2 separate regions of the Rattus norvegicus genome follow, and region 2 is linked to region 1. Evidence: chromatin contacts called from public Hi-C data. All regions are on one chromosome and are shown on one strand. The core of a region is the stretch at or near the end of the contact, and the rest is flanking DNA. Distances in the headings are between cores, read along the strand shown. Region 1 holds the start of Pias1 (protein inhibitor of activated STAT, 1). Region 2 has its middle 24 kb from the start of Skor1.

The links. Hi-C and Micro-C count contacts between places; a contact is called where the count stands out from the background.
Region 2: a contact with region 1 is called in a Hi-C map of liver, with 2.9 times the contacts expected there. The contact joins the enhancer-like site here to the promoter of Pias1 in region 1. A contact is called at or near these places in 6 of 12 Hi-C or Micro-C datasets (the A7r5 cell line, Schwann cells, frontal cortex and 3 more) and 1 of 1 datasets of contacts at active chromatin or transcription factors (oligodendrocytes).

Annotation. Positions count from the first base shown.
Region 1 is chr8:72,333,040-72,339,346 of GRCr8, reverse strand. It overlaps Pias1 (protein inhibitor of activated STAT, 1), which reads left to right and starts at 5,036. Exons shown (of 14, transcript NM_001106829.3): 1 at 5,036-5,071. The coding sequence starts at 5,048.
Region 2 is chr8:72,476,532-72,482,803 of GRCr8, reverse strand. No RefSeq gene overlaps it. Among named protein-coding and RNA genes, the nearest start is that of Skor1, 24 kb to the left of the region's middle. Within about 2 kb of position 3,488, at least 24 of the 93 cell types and tissues checked have an H3K27ac peak or open chromatin away from gene starts, as enhancers often do. A contact at or near this core is called in liver, where this site is marked.

The sequences.
Region 1 (6,307 bases), core at 3,787-6,286:
TTGAAAGGTAGAGAGGTAGATGGATCTTTGAGTTCCAGGCCAATCAGGTTTATATGGTAAGACCTTAGAGAGACAGACAGAGAGAGACACAGACAGAGAGACAGAGAGAGAACCAAGAGTCACTAATGTCTGCTTCCTGACTTTGATACAGGTCACCAGGTATCCATGCTTCATCTGTCACACCTGGAATGGACAGCCCTTGCTGCTATGACTTTCTAACCAGAATGGACCAATGTGAACCATGATCTCAAACTGGGACCCAGAGTAACTCTTGTTTTTGTAAAGTTGCTTTTCTCAGATAGTTTGCCGTAGCATTGAGAAAGATAACTGATGTAGGGACTCTGGAAAAAGACTTGGAACATGATCTAGAGTCTTGCGAGAGATGTGGGCTGGACCTCAGAAACCACTAAGCAGGCTATGAGGCAGGAGGCTCTGTCCCTGCGACCCTGTAGCTTAGCAAAGAGTGTGGAGCCAGCCAGCATGGAGGCTTTGCTCATTGAGTACAATGGTCCTTTTGTGTGTGTGTGTGTGTGTGTGTGTGTGTGTGTGTGTGTGTGTGTGAGGGTGTGGGTTGACTTCTCATCTATCCCATCACCCCAAAACAGAAAGAAGACTTTGCTTCTGTGGGGAGAGTTGGATGTGTTGGTTGTGGTTGGTTTATTTTAGTTTATTTTAACTTCATGTTAAGACATTGGTGCACACCTACAATCAGTACTCAGGACAGGCAGTAGGATCAGGAGTTCCCAAACCAATCAAACAATAACAGCAAGGTCTTTAACTTAGGGTCAGCCCAGTGAGAAGTGAGGGGTGCACAGAGGAAAGGAGGGAGCCGGGGAGGTGGGGTGCAGAGAGAGCTTCCTTGGGCTTCACCTGAGGACTTTCACAGGCTCACAATCTAAAACCTCTGTGGGACCTTCGTGAAAAGTTGCATTCTTATGATCCATTTATTCTTACTTATGATCCCTTCTTTCCCCAGAGGTGGAGGCTGGAGTTATCTACCCTTTAAGAATTTCTTTTGGGGGGCTGGGGATTTGGCTCAGTGGCAGAGCACTTGCCTAGAAAGCGCAAGGCCCTGGGTTCGGTCCCCAGCTCCGAAAAAAAAAAACCAAAAAAAAAAAAAAAAAAAAGAATTTCTTTTGGAACATGTATACACCTCATGTAAGAACAGCTCCCGCTGCCATGCCTAATAACCTATGTCCAGTCTTAGGACCCACATAGTAGAAAACTTGTACCTTAACAAGCTTCCAACTCTCTCTCTCTCTCTCTCTCTCTCTCTCTCTCTCTCTCTCTCACACACACACACACACACACACACACACACACATGCACATACACTAGCATATATATACACACCCAAACACAAAGTTTTAAACGACTTGGAAAAAAGAGAATCTTTATGAACCCCCTATTGAGCTCTTGAGGTGACTCAGCCAGAACCACCTGATTAACATACTCAGCTGAAAGAGGGGCGGGGATGGGGGGAACCTCAGGATAGCAAAAAGACATAGCTATCAGAAAATTGCTGGGAGCTTTTGGTGTTTTGTGCCTGGAAGTAGGAGAAAAGGCCGAATTTTGATTTTTGTTGTTGTTGTTGTTTTTAAGATTTTATTCATTTAGTATTATATATAAGTACATTGTAGCTGTCTTCAGATACACCAAAAGAGGGCATCAGATCTCTTTACAGATGGTTGTGAGCCACCATGTGGTTGCTGGGAATTGAACTCAGAACCTCTGGAAGAGTAGTCGGGTGCTCTTAACCGCTGAGCCATCTCTCCAGCCCTGTTGTTGTTGTTTTAAAGATTTATTTACTTATTGTGTATACAGCATTCTGCCTGCATATGTGACTGCATGCCAGAAGAGGGCACCAGATCTTATCACAGATGGTTGTGAGCCACCATGTGGTTGCTAGGAACTGAACTCTGGACCTCTGGAAGAGCAGTCAGTGCTCTTAACCACTGAGCCATCTCTCCAGTACCAAATTTTGTTTTAAATGTTTAGTTTTGAATTGAGACCTCTTGCAGGGCAGCTGGACACAAACTTGTGTGGCCCAGGTTGCCTTTGAACTCCTTATCCCCTTGCCTTCACTTCCCAAGTGCTAGGATATTAGTCGTGGGCCACTACAACTGTTTGTTCGTGTGTTTATAGACAGAGTCTAGCTATATAGCTCAAGTTGTCCTAGAACTCACTGTGTAGTCCAGGCTGGTCTTGAACTATTGAAAGTCTTCTTGCTTTGCTCCACCCCACCCCAAAGTGTTAGGATCATGTTTTTGTATTGCACACTCAGATGTTAACGGAAAGTTCTAGGATTACAGGCCTTTGCTATCTAGGCCAGTTCCAAATATAGGGCTCAAGAAGACAGAAGCGCCTGGGGGTCAGGAAAGCCAGAGTCAGCCTGGACTCTGTCAGTCTGGTAGTCCTCTGTAGTCTGGAAGAGAGGGATGGTCGTGAAGAAGGCAATATTTTAATAGCTGAACTCGGCTGGACTTGTGGACGCTCTAACACTGGAAATAAATAAAAGAGAGGAGTAAGGATGCTTCCCTGACTTTCATTTTGACAATATTGGATATATATACTGGATGATTGTGAGACAGTTGAGAACGGAGCAAGCCTGGCAGTCAAGGAGGAATGTGACAGTCAAGGAAGAAGGTGGAGTGACGATGAGATGTGGAGCTGATACTAGGTAGCTAGCAACATTAGGGATCAACCTCCTTTTAATTAGTTAATTAATTACATTTGAGACAGGGCCTTACTTGTAGCCCTAGCTGACCTAGAGTACTATGTAGAACATAGAGATCACAAGAGATCTACCTGTGTCTGCCTCGAATGCTGGAATTAAAGGCCTGTACCACCACACACAGTATCTCTAAACCAAAATTAATTAATAAATTATTTAATAAATTAAATAATTAATTAATACTAAATTAAATTATTAATACTAAATTAAATTATTTCTTTTGGGATAGGATCTCACGTAGCCCAGGCTTGCCTGAAACTGGAACTCCTGACTTTTACCTCCCAACTACTGGGATTTTGGGCACGTACCACCATTTTCACTTTTATGCAGTATCAACGTTCAAACACAGGCTTCTTGTATGTTAGGCAGTTAGATAAACAGTCTGTAAGCAGAGCTGAATCCCTACGGTTGCCTGCATTCGAATTTGGTGATGCAGTCTAAGCTGCAGATATTTGAAAATCATTATATTATAGTCAAGAGTTGATTGATAGCTCTGGGTGCTTGAATAAAGATCACAGACTGAGTCTTAGACTCTTCAATCTTTCTTCTTCCTCTGTGTCTCTGTGTCTCTGTGTCTCTCTTGTCTGTCTGTCTTTCTTCTTTCCTTCCTTTCTTTCCTTCTTTCTTGTCCCCACCCCCACCCCAGGGTCTCTTTGTGTAGCCTTGGCTGTCTTAGAACAAGTTCTGTAGACCAGACTGACCTCTAACTCACAGAGATCCACTTAGTCCTTATGCAAATTCCAGGGCTGCATAGAGAAAAGGGGTGGAGAGAGGGAGGGAAGGAAGGACAGAGAGAAAGAGAGAGGTAGGGGGTGGGGAGTCACTCAGTGAAGAGACAGGAATGGAATGTCAGGACAGTGACAGGGATATGGAGGAAAGTTCAACAACTGTGTTTCCAGAGAAAGCAAGGACGTCAATGGTTAGCAGTTCCCTCTAGCCAATTTAGGTAAGTCCTGAGAACTGAGAGTGGGCTTTGCAAAGGTATAGATGAACAGTCCTCTTGATGATAGATCAAGATAGGGCAGTGTAGCTGCCTCAGGATAGGTGGAAAGGTCAGTGCCACTGAAGAAATGGGAACAAATACTTGTAGAAAAATGAAGTCTTGTTTGAGAATTTATTCCATGAAGAAAGCAGAGAAAAAGAGTACCCACTGAAGGTAATTTTGTATCCAGAGGAAGTTTAAATTTAAGTAAGAGGAATTTTGATATGTTTATATGCTGATGAAAATGATTCTGTTAAGGAAGGAGGTTGGAAACTATAGATACTGGAGTAAAAAAAATTAGGAATTAGGAATGTGGGAGTGAAAATAATCTAGGTCACTGGTCAGGATCTGGCCTTCTTGAATTCAGAGGTAGTTCAGTGTAATCCAAATGTTAAGAGGATTTTGATAGTAAAACGTTGGTCAGTTAAAAAAAAAAGGCTTGGATTTTGAAGGAAGGAAGCTTTTAGTAGATAGGAGTAGGTATGAAATAATCTTTCTTCTAGTCTAAATATCAATGCAGTTGGAGAAAACCCTTCGGGGATTAAGCACACCTCCCCTTAATCCATTTTTCTCTTAGTTAGCCTTTTGATCTCAATGCTGTTCATCACCATTAGTAATTCTATTTTATTAGCTCACAGATCTGTACCCCATGAGCGACAGGTCAGGGATCTTCCCTAATTTCTGACTGCACAGGGTAACGTGACGACGAATGGCTGTCTTCAGAATTTGCCTTAGCCACCCCTGTTACATGCTGTTTAGGGGAGTTCCTTTTCCCCTCAGAGCCTTTATTTCGGAAAAGAAAGATACCATGGGAATGATAATATATATTTTTTTGGCCTTACTGCCTCATCATGAGGATTTGCGCAAACCCTGAAACGCGTCTTCAAATTCTCCTTAAATGAAACTAGCTAATCGTGATCCACCCGAGGCTGGGTAGGGTACAGGTGCAGAACGCATCCTGCGGATCCGGGAGCGTTGTGGCTTCTGTCAACAGTGGCTCAGAGGGCAGATGAAGGACGAAACTGAGGCCAACACCTCCCCCAGATGTGGCCTCTTCCCTGGGCGCTCCTGGCCGGGCCGGCGTGGGGGCGGGGAGGCCGAGGGGGTAGTAACTGTCAAACTCCCGCTTGGCGCCATTATTTAAATAGTACGTGTGGGTCTCGCAGCTGTGCGTGCTCCGGGCGGGGCAACGAGGTCCGGGAGTGGGGCGGAGGCAGGGGGCGGAGCGGGAAGGCTGAGGGGCGGGGCGGAGGCGGAGTCAAGTCCGCTAGAGGGGAGGGTCCAGCGCGGCCCCCGGCGAGCTTCACTGCGCTTGCGCTGACAGACGCAAGATGGCGGACAGTGCGGAACTAAAGGTAAAGCGCAGCTCGAATTCACTTCTAATATTCGGCCGCGGAGACGGCGCCGCTGGTGCCGGGGGGGATGGGTCGGACCCTGGGGGGGCCGCTCGGGCCGGGCTCCACCCGGGTCTGGAGTTGTAGGCCGGAGAGGCGTTCCGGGCCTCAGTGGAGGGGGCCTGGCTGCGGCGGGCCGTGGGCCCCGGGTGCCTCGGGGGCGCTGACGGGTCGTCCCCGGCGTGTTATTGTTGTGGGCGCCTCTGGCGGGGGTGGCGGGGCGAAGAGAGAGTGAGTCGGGACGTGGCGGCAGCGGCGGTCCCCGGGGCCTGGGTGCCTTACCTTGCAGCCCGCCTCCCCACCCTCCCCCCCACGGGCAGCCAGGGGCTGGGGGGGGGTAGGTTGCGCTTGGAAGAGGGGGATTGGGAAAACTGCCCCGCTGCCGCTTCCTCTTCCTCTTTCGCCGTCCCGGGCTCCTGTCAGGCGCTGCGCTCGGACCCCCGGGAACTTGGCTCAGGCCGCCCCGCCCCTCCGCGGCGCCCAGGCGCCCCCGCCCCGCTGCCGCCGCTGCCGGCCTGTCAGTGGGTGCCCGGCCAGTGGGAATGCGCGATCCCGGGGCGATCGGCTAGGGAGTACGAGGGAGAAGCTCTTGGAAAGTTTAGCGAGCCCGGAGCCGGCGTTGGAGGTTCGGCTAAAGGGTTGTAGGGGGAGTCTGCCCAGGCGGGACGTTACTGTTTCTCTCTTGATTCCGGGCCACCGGGTTGGGGTGGGGGGGGAACAACCCACTGGAAGAGTGTGCATTTGGGAGCGGTGGTGGGGATACAGCCACCTCTCTCCACTCTTGCTGTCTCTGGTGTGGCTGATGAGAGCAGCCTTGGGGGTCTCTACACACACCATGATGGCGATGCTATAGCTGATGGAGGTGAATGGTTCGTGTTTATATCCCCCGTTGCCTTTTGTTTGTTAGGGACATCTTGCTGGCCATGTTGATTTAAACGAAATTCTCCTCCCCCCATCCCACCCTAACCTCCAATAAATAGAACGTTCCATCGTTCCTCTCAACTGTACCAATTACTCATGCCTCGCGAAATTAGATGAAAGGGTGCCCCCTTTTCTCCGTTTTTTCTCCCACCCCAATCTTTACCTGATGATGGCTCCTTTACCAAAGCACATATACCACTACACAAGCTGTTGGGGGAGGGCTGGTGGAACCCTTATGATTGGATTGTGACAAATGGGGCTCTGCTTGAATAATTC
Region 2 (6,272 bases), core at 2,239-4,738, 150 kb before region 1:
CAAGGGATGCAATACTGTCTTCCTTCTGGCCTCCAAGGACATTGCATGCATGTGGTTCAAATACACACATGCAAGAAAACATACATACGAAATAATTAAAATTGATCAACCTCAACCTTTAAAAGTTCAAACCTGGGGCTGAGGGGACAGGGCAGTGAATAAGTTCTTACCACACAGCCTTGACAACCTGAATTTGTTTCCTGGCAACCCAGTGGCAGAATAAGAAGAGATTTTGCCCTCAAAACAAGGTGGAAAGTAAAAACCAGGTCCTGCAGGCATATGTATGTGAGTACATACACACGCGTGCGCACGCGCGCACACACACACACACACACACACACACGAATAAACAATCTTTTAAAAGTCTCTTAGAAAGTTCAAAACAAGCTACATACTTCCAATGTACAATGGTGCAGAGTGGGCATTCTTCTTTCTAAAGGGAAGAATCGCAGTGTTCATGGTTGGGACCAGAGCAAGACCAAAATTCAGCTGAGGGACACCAAATCCTGCAGCAACTTGTTAGCCTCAGACTTGGAAAGAGAGCTGCCACAGGCTTTGTCTCACAGACAGAATCTAGAGTTTTGAAAGTGAACATATCTGGCACAGAAGCAGAAAGAGGACTTACTGGGGGTGGGAAGCAGCATGAGTTGTTGGGAGGCAGGAAAGTTTAACTATGGGGTGAATATTAGCAAAGCAAGTGACAGACAGGCCTGGAAGTGTCATAATGAACCCCGATGTTTTATATGACTGGGAAAGTCAATGTTAAAGTCAAGCCTGGACAAGGGGCTCCGCTGGCCAGCGTCAGTGCAGTGGGGTGGGGCAGGACAAGGCCTCCTTGGACCGTCTAGACCTTCCTCCTTAGCTATCACCTCATGCAGCTGAAGCTAGCAGTGTGAGCAGGCAGAAATGCCCGGGGCGGTGGGGGGGGGAGCGGCGGGTTGCTGTTGCTAGTCTGGCTCCCTAGATTTAGCCTCTTCATCCACCATGATGGGGCTCCTACTGACACACTTTTAAAAAAGGTTAAATATTTGTTTGTTTGTTTTTGTTTTTCTCAGTGGAGCCCTGGCTGTCCTGGAACTCACTCTGTAGATCAGGCTGGCCTTGAACTCAGAGATCTGCCTGCCTCTGGGAATAAAGGTGCACACCACTACTGCCTGGTTTCTTTTCAATTTTTAATTATGGGGTATGCATGTGTAAGTGAGCTGCCCTGGGAGGCCAGAAAAGAGCATTAGACCCCCTGAAACTGAAGTTACAGGCAGTTGTGGACTGCGCTTTGTGGATGCTGAGAACAGCACTCAGGTCTTCTGCAAAAGTAGCTTGTTCTCTTAACCACTAAGCCATCTGTCCAAACTACCCCCACCCCCATTTATATTTTTTGATACAGTTTCATGTGTCCTAGGCTGGCCTCGACCTCACTGTGTAATTGAAGATGCCTGATCCCCCTTCTTCTGTCTCTGAGTCCAGGAGTGCAGCACCACTGGGGGTTTTATGCATTGCTGGAGATCAAACACAGGGCCTGGATAACCAACGGAACTACACCCCCAAAATCCCTTCTGGGATTTTGATAGGCAACAGGTCTACTTGGAGTCCCTCTGAGGAGATCATGAAAGGTCAGCTCTCCTCACTGGCAGGATGATGGGCCAGAAGTTGGATACAGCAGGGTAGGCTGTGCTTGAAAACACATCAGTTAAGAGGGCCTTCAGAGGCCCAGGGGAAAGCTGTGGAACCAGTCAAAGGGGCTGTGCCGTAACCAGTGGAGTTGTGGGAAATAGTAGGGAAGATTATTAAAGATGTAACAGCTGGATGACTGGGGGAGGGCATCCGGGAGGACGTCCCTCTTTGAACAATCCCCCCACCTCCAGCAATCCAGCTATGCATGATTGCATAGCTCTACGCAACCTCATGCAACCCCAGCCTAGACTCAGCATGTCAGTCTGGAATCTCCCTCATGCCTAACAATAGGGCCCAGCATCCCTTTCTTCTCTTCCTTTAACGTTTTTTAAAAAGTAGGTAGCGGGGTGTGTGTGTGTGTGTGTGTGTGTGTGTGTGTGTGTGCGCGCGCACTAAGTACTCTTAACCCCTAAACCATCTCCACAGCTCCTCTTCCTTCCTCTCACAAAGGACAATATCGCTTTGCTGTTTACAGTGCTGGCAAAGGCAGCCCGAGCAGACAACACTCTCACTGCTAAATTTGGGTTCCGGGAGAAAGCTAAGGAACCGGCCACATTGATGTGCATGTTCCGCGAAAAGGCCATCATCTCCACACTTCCTTCCTTCCTGCTTCTATGGTGCTCTGGTGACTCTCTTTACCGGCCTAACTAACACTCCCGCCCTCCTCCCTTTTGTTTTAGACATTACTCATTAACAACTGTTCTCCTTATTGCAATAGCCTGAGTCAAATCTTAAGCCTCGGATGCTTACTCTTCATAGTTTCTAGAGGTCCTTGTAAATGTCAGTTGAATGAGGAATTTGCCTGGAGTCCCAGGTTCCAGTCCTGGCTCATTTGTGTCTGGCTTCCCCTTCTAGCAAGTTCCAGTTCTGGTCTGAGGGGAGGTGGCGCCCAGCGAACAGCTGTACCTTTCCCATGCTGCCACCAGAGGGCGACGGCTCCGCGCAGGAGGCCCCTCGCTGTTCCCGCAGGCATTGGCCGCCTACAAGCGAGCTCGCCCTGGGTGCGACGCCCTAGAGGCGCCTCCTGCAGCTCTGCACGCTGCCAGCCGGGCTCTCCAGAGGCCCTTAAGTGGGTGGGAACAGCCTTCCAAGGCCAACCTCCTGCTTCTGCGGCTAGCACTGGTCGGTGACATCTCCCCTTCTCTGGCCTCTCTTATCTAGGTGGAACAGACTTCGAAGGGTCCCGATTCAGCGGGAAATGGGGATGGGGAGTGGAGGTACCCAGGAACTTCGGAACTACTAGCAGTCGTACAAATGGACCAGCCGGCCTAAAGATGGGGACCAGGGAACATGAAGGAAAAATGTTAACCTTTGACGGCCTGAACCGTGGGTCAGAACTGAAACGGGGGTTTTCGCATCCCAACTCCCAGCTGTTGGGCTGGAACGGTCTGGATCAGAAATGGTTTCCTACTAGGGAGTGGGGAGAACAACAAAAACAAAAACAAAACAAAACAGACAGCCACTGCAAGAAAAGCCCCACACCGAATGTACTCTCTTAAAGGACTCCGGCTGGGGAGCTCATTGACTTGGTCCTGAGGAGGGTGGCATTTGCTTGAAAGTGCCTCTGTCCCCAGACACATTTGGAAACGTTAAGCAGAGAGCTCGACTTCAGAGTCAGCTCTGGCAATTGGATTAACCTTGCGGGGAAAGGCTTCATTTTCTGTGTGTGGTTCAAATTCTTCAGCATTAACATCTGTAATACCAGAAAGCAACCATTCACTTCAGCTGGCAAAAACGATACCAAAAAACAAAAACAAAAACAAAAACAAACAAAAACAAAAAACAAAAAAACCCCCGCAAAATAACAAAACAGGAAAGGAAGGGCAAAAATCTAAAAACAACACTAACAAAAAACAGTAACTTAAAGCCAACCAGCAAAGCTAAGCACGGTGGCACATGTCTATAATCCCAACTCTGGAGGCAGAGGCCTGGGGATCTCTGAGTTTGAGGCCAGCCAGGGGTACACAGAGAAACAACAAACAAACAAAAAGACACAAAACTATCAAAAATCTCCCCAAACCCAAATGAGACCAAAAAAATCACCTCCTTCAAGAATTAGGAACCAAGACAGGGAGAGGTGGCTCTGTAGCTAAGAGCACTGGCTGCTCTTGCAGAGGACCTACGCTGGATTCCCAGCATCCACGGAGCAATTCACAACTTCAGCTCCAGGGGTTCCTACGTCCTCTTCTGCTTCTGGCCTCACCAAGCAACTGCATGCTCGTCATTCAAGGGCAAAACACTCATCCACACACATTTTAAAAAAATGTTTTAATGCTTTTAAGGAATGGGAAGCTGGGCAGTGGTGGCACACTCCTTTAATTCCAGCTCTTGGGAGGCAGAGGCAGGTGGATTTCTGTGAGTTTGGAGTTTGAAGCCAGCCTGTTCTACAGAGTGAGTTCCAGGACAGCCAAGAGTACACAGAGAAGTCCTGCCTCAAACTCCCCCACCACCCAAAAAAGAAGAAGAAAAGAAAAAAGAAAGGCAGAATGGGAGACTGCACAAGAGGATAAAGAAAATGTTCCCACATGCCTCGCACCACAGACATTGGCGCTGTTTTTTCTCTAAAAAATGAGGATAACGGTGTGAACAGTATGGGAATGTCCTGAGGACTCAGGGAACGTAAGTAACATTCCACAAGTGTTAGCTAATTTTATATGGAAAGAAACCAGCCCCAAACTGTACGGATCCGCCACTTATGCAACTTTCCAGTCAATTGTTCTTCCAAAATGATAGTTTTACTGATTGCACGGTATTTCATCCCATTTTAGTACAATTTATTTAAGTTAGCCCCTGCTGTGGAGCCTTTAAATTGTTTCCAGTTTTTGCTGTTAAAATAACAGCAAGATTAACATCTTTAAACATCTACCCTTGTCAGCATTTCTGATTATTTCCTTAGGCAGATATTTTAGAGGTAGGATTACTAGGACAAAGGGCACAAATATTTTTCAGGCTTTTGAGTCAGGTTACAGAATTGCTTCCCAGAGAGATCCTGCCAATTCCCCCTCCCACCTGCAGTGTGAGAGAGTGCCCGCCTCACAGCACACAAAGGAGGAATCTTTGGGGGAGGGGTGGGATCTGAGGATGCTGCCTACTCTTCCGATAGTGTGCAGTTTTGGAGAGAGGGGGCCTGTGGGAAGAATAAAGGAGACTGTAAGGACTTATGGAGTGTGATGAGGTTCTTGTTTGTTTTGGTAGCCTAAAAAATATTATTTATGTATCTGTGTGTGCGCCTGCGTGAGTTTCTGTGCACGACCTGCTTGTAGGAGCTGTGCAGGCCAGGAGAGGGTGTCTGATCCTTCGGAACTGGAGTTACAGGCAATCGTTAGACATCTTGTGGGTGCTGGGCCCTGAACTTAGGTCCTCAGCAGGATCGATACATGTTCATAACCAGAAAGACATCTCTCCTGCCCCAAGGTACAAGAAGGAACTTTCCTTCCCTGTCTCTGTGCGTGCATTGTGTGCGTGCACGTGCATTGTGTGTGTGTCATCTGTCACTGCTTTTGAGACGGTGTCTCACTATGCTACTCCGGCTGGCCTGGAAGCCACAGAGACCCACCTGCCTCCAGAGCGCTGGGATTAAATGACTGCACCTGGCAGGAGTGTGATGGTTTTAATTGTTGACACAAGCTAGAATCATAGGAGTCTCAGTGAGGGACTGTCTAGATCGGTTTGGCCTATGGGCATGTCTACAGAGTGGCGGTTCTCAACCTTGGGTGGCAACCCCTTGGCAAACCTCTACCGCCCAAAATATTTGCATTACAATTTATTACAGTAGCAAAATTACGCTTGTGAAGTATCAATAAAAATAATTTTATGTTTGGGGGGCTCACCACACCATGAAGAACTGTATTGAGGGATCACAGCATGAGGAAGGTTGAGAACCATTGCTGTAGGCTTTGAGTTGGACTGCCTTTCACGAATGGAAAGATCCAGCCTGTGAGTGGGAGCCAGGATCCGCCATTTTGGGTTCTGGGATGCTAGGAATAGAGGAAGCTAGCAGCCGCCTTCAGTAAGCACCTCCATTGTGATTCCTCTCTAGTGAGGATGTGAATGGAAGCTCTGTGGTCCCACATCACCTCCCCTGGGGCTGCACCCTGGGTTTTCGAACTGAAAGAAGCCCATTCCCTCCGAGCTGCTTTTTTTCAGGGTATTTGTCACAACCACGGAACTGAACTAGACACCAGTTTGCTTTGGGCTTAAGGAGGAGAGCATGTATTCCCAGGCTGCTGGAAAGAGGTGTGCGTAGGCTTTAGTCAGGGCAGGTTAGCAGGTGGTACTCAAGAGGCCGGTCCCTCTGTTTAGAGGTAGAAGATGAGGCAAGAGCTTGAGAGGCCAAGGAGCAAGCCTTTTACCTGATAATAGAAGAGACCACAGTCCATTGAAGCCGATGACCTTCAGACTTGGAGTTAGCATTCTGTGAGGTGAAAGACAGGCTTTCTCTTCAGTAAGCAAACACCTAAGGCATACGAACATCGGCCAACTCTTGCAAAACATGTGGTAAGCAGTCAGAAATACTGGGGGTGGGACAGTTTGTTGTAGAAGGCTGTGTACTTCTGCAGATGAACCACACTTGCAGGAGACCAGCGCTTATAGAAGTTGTT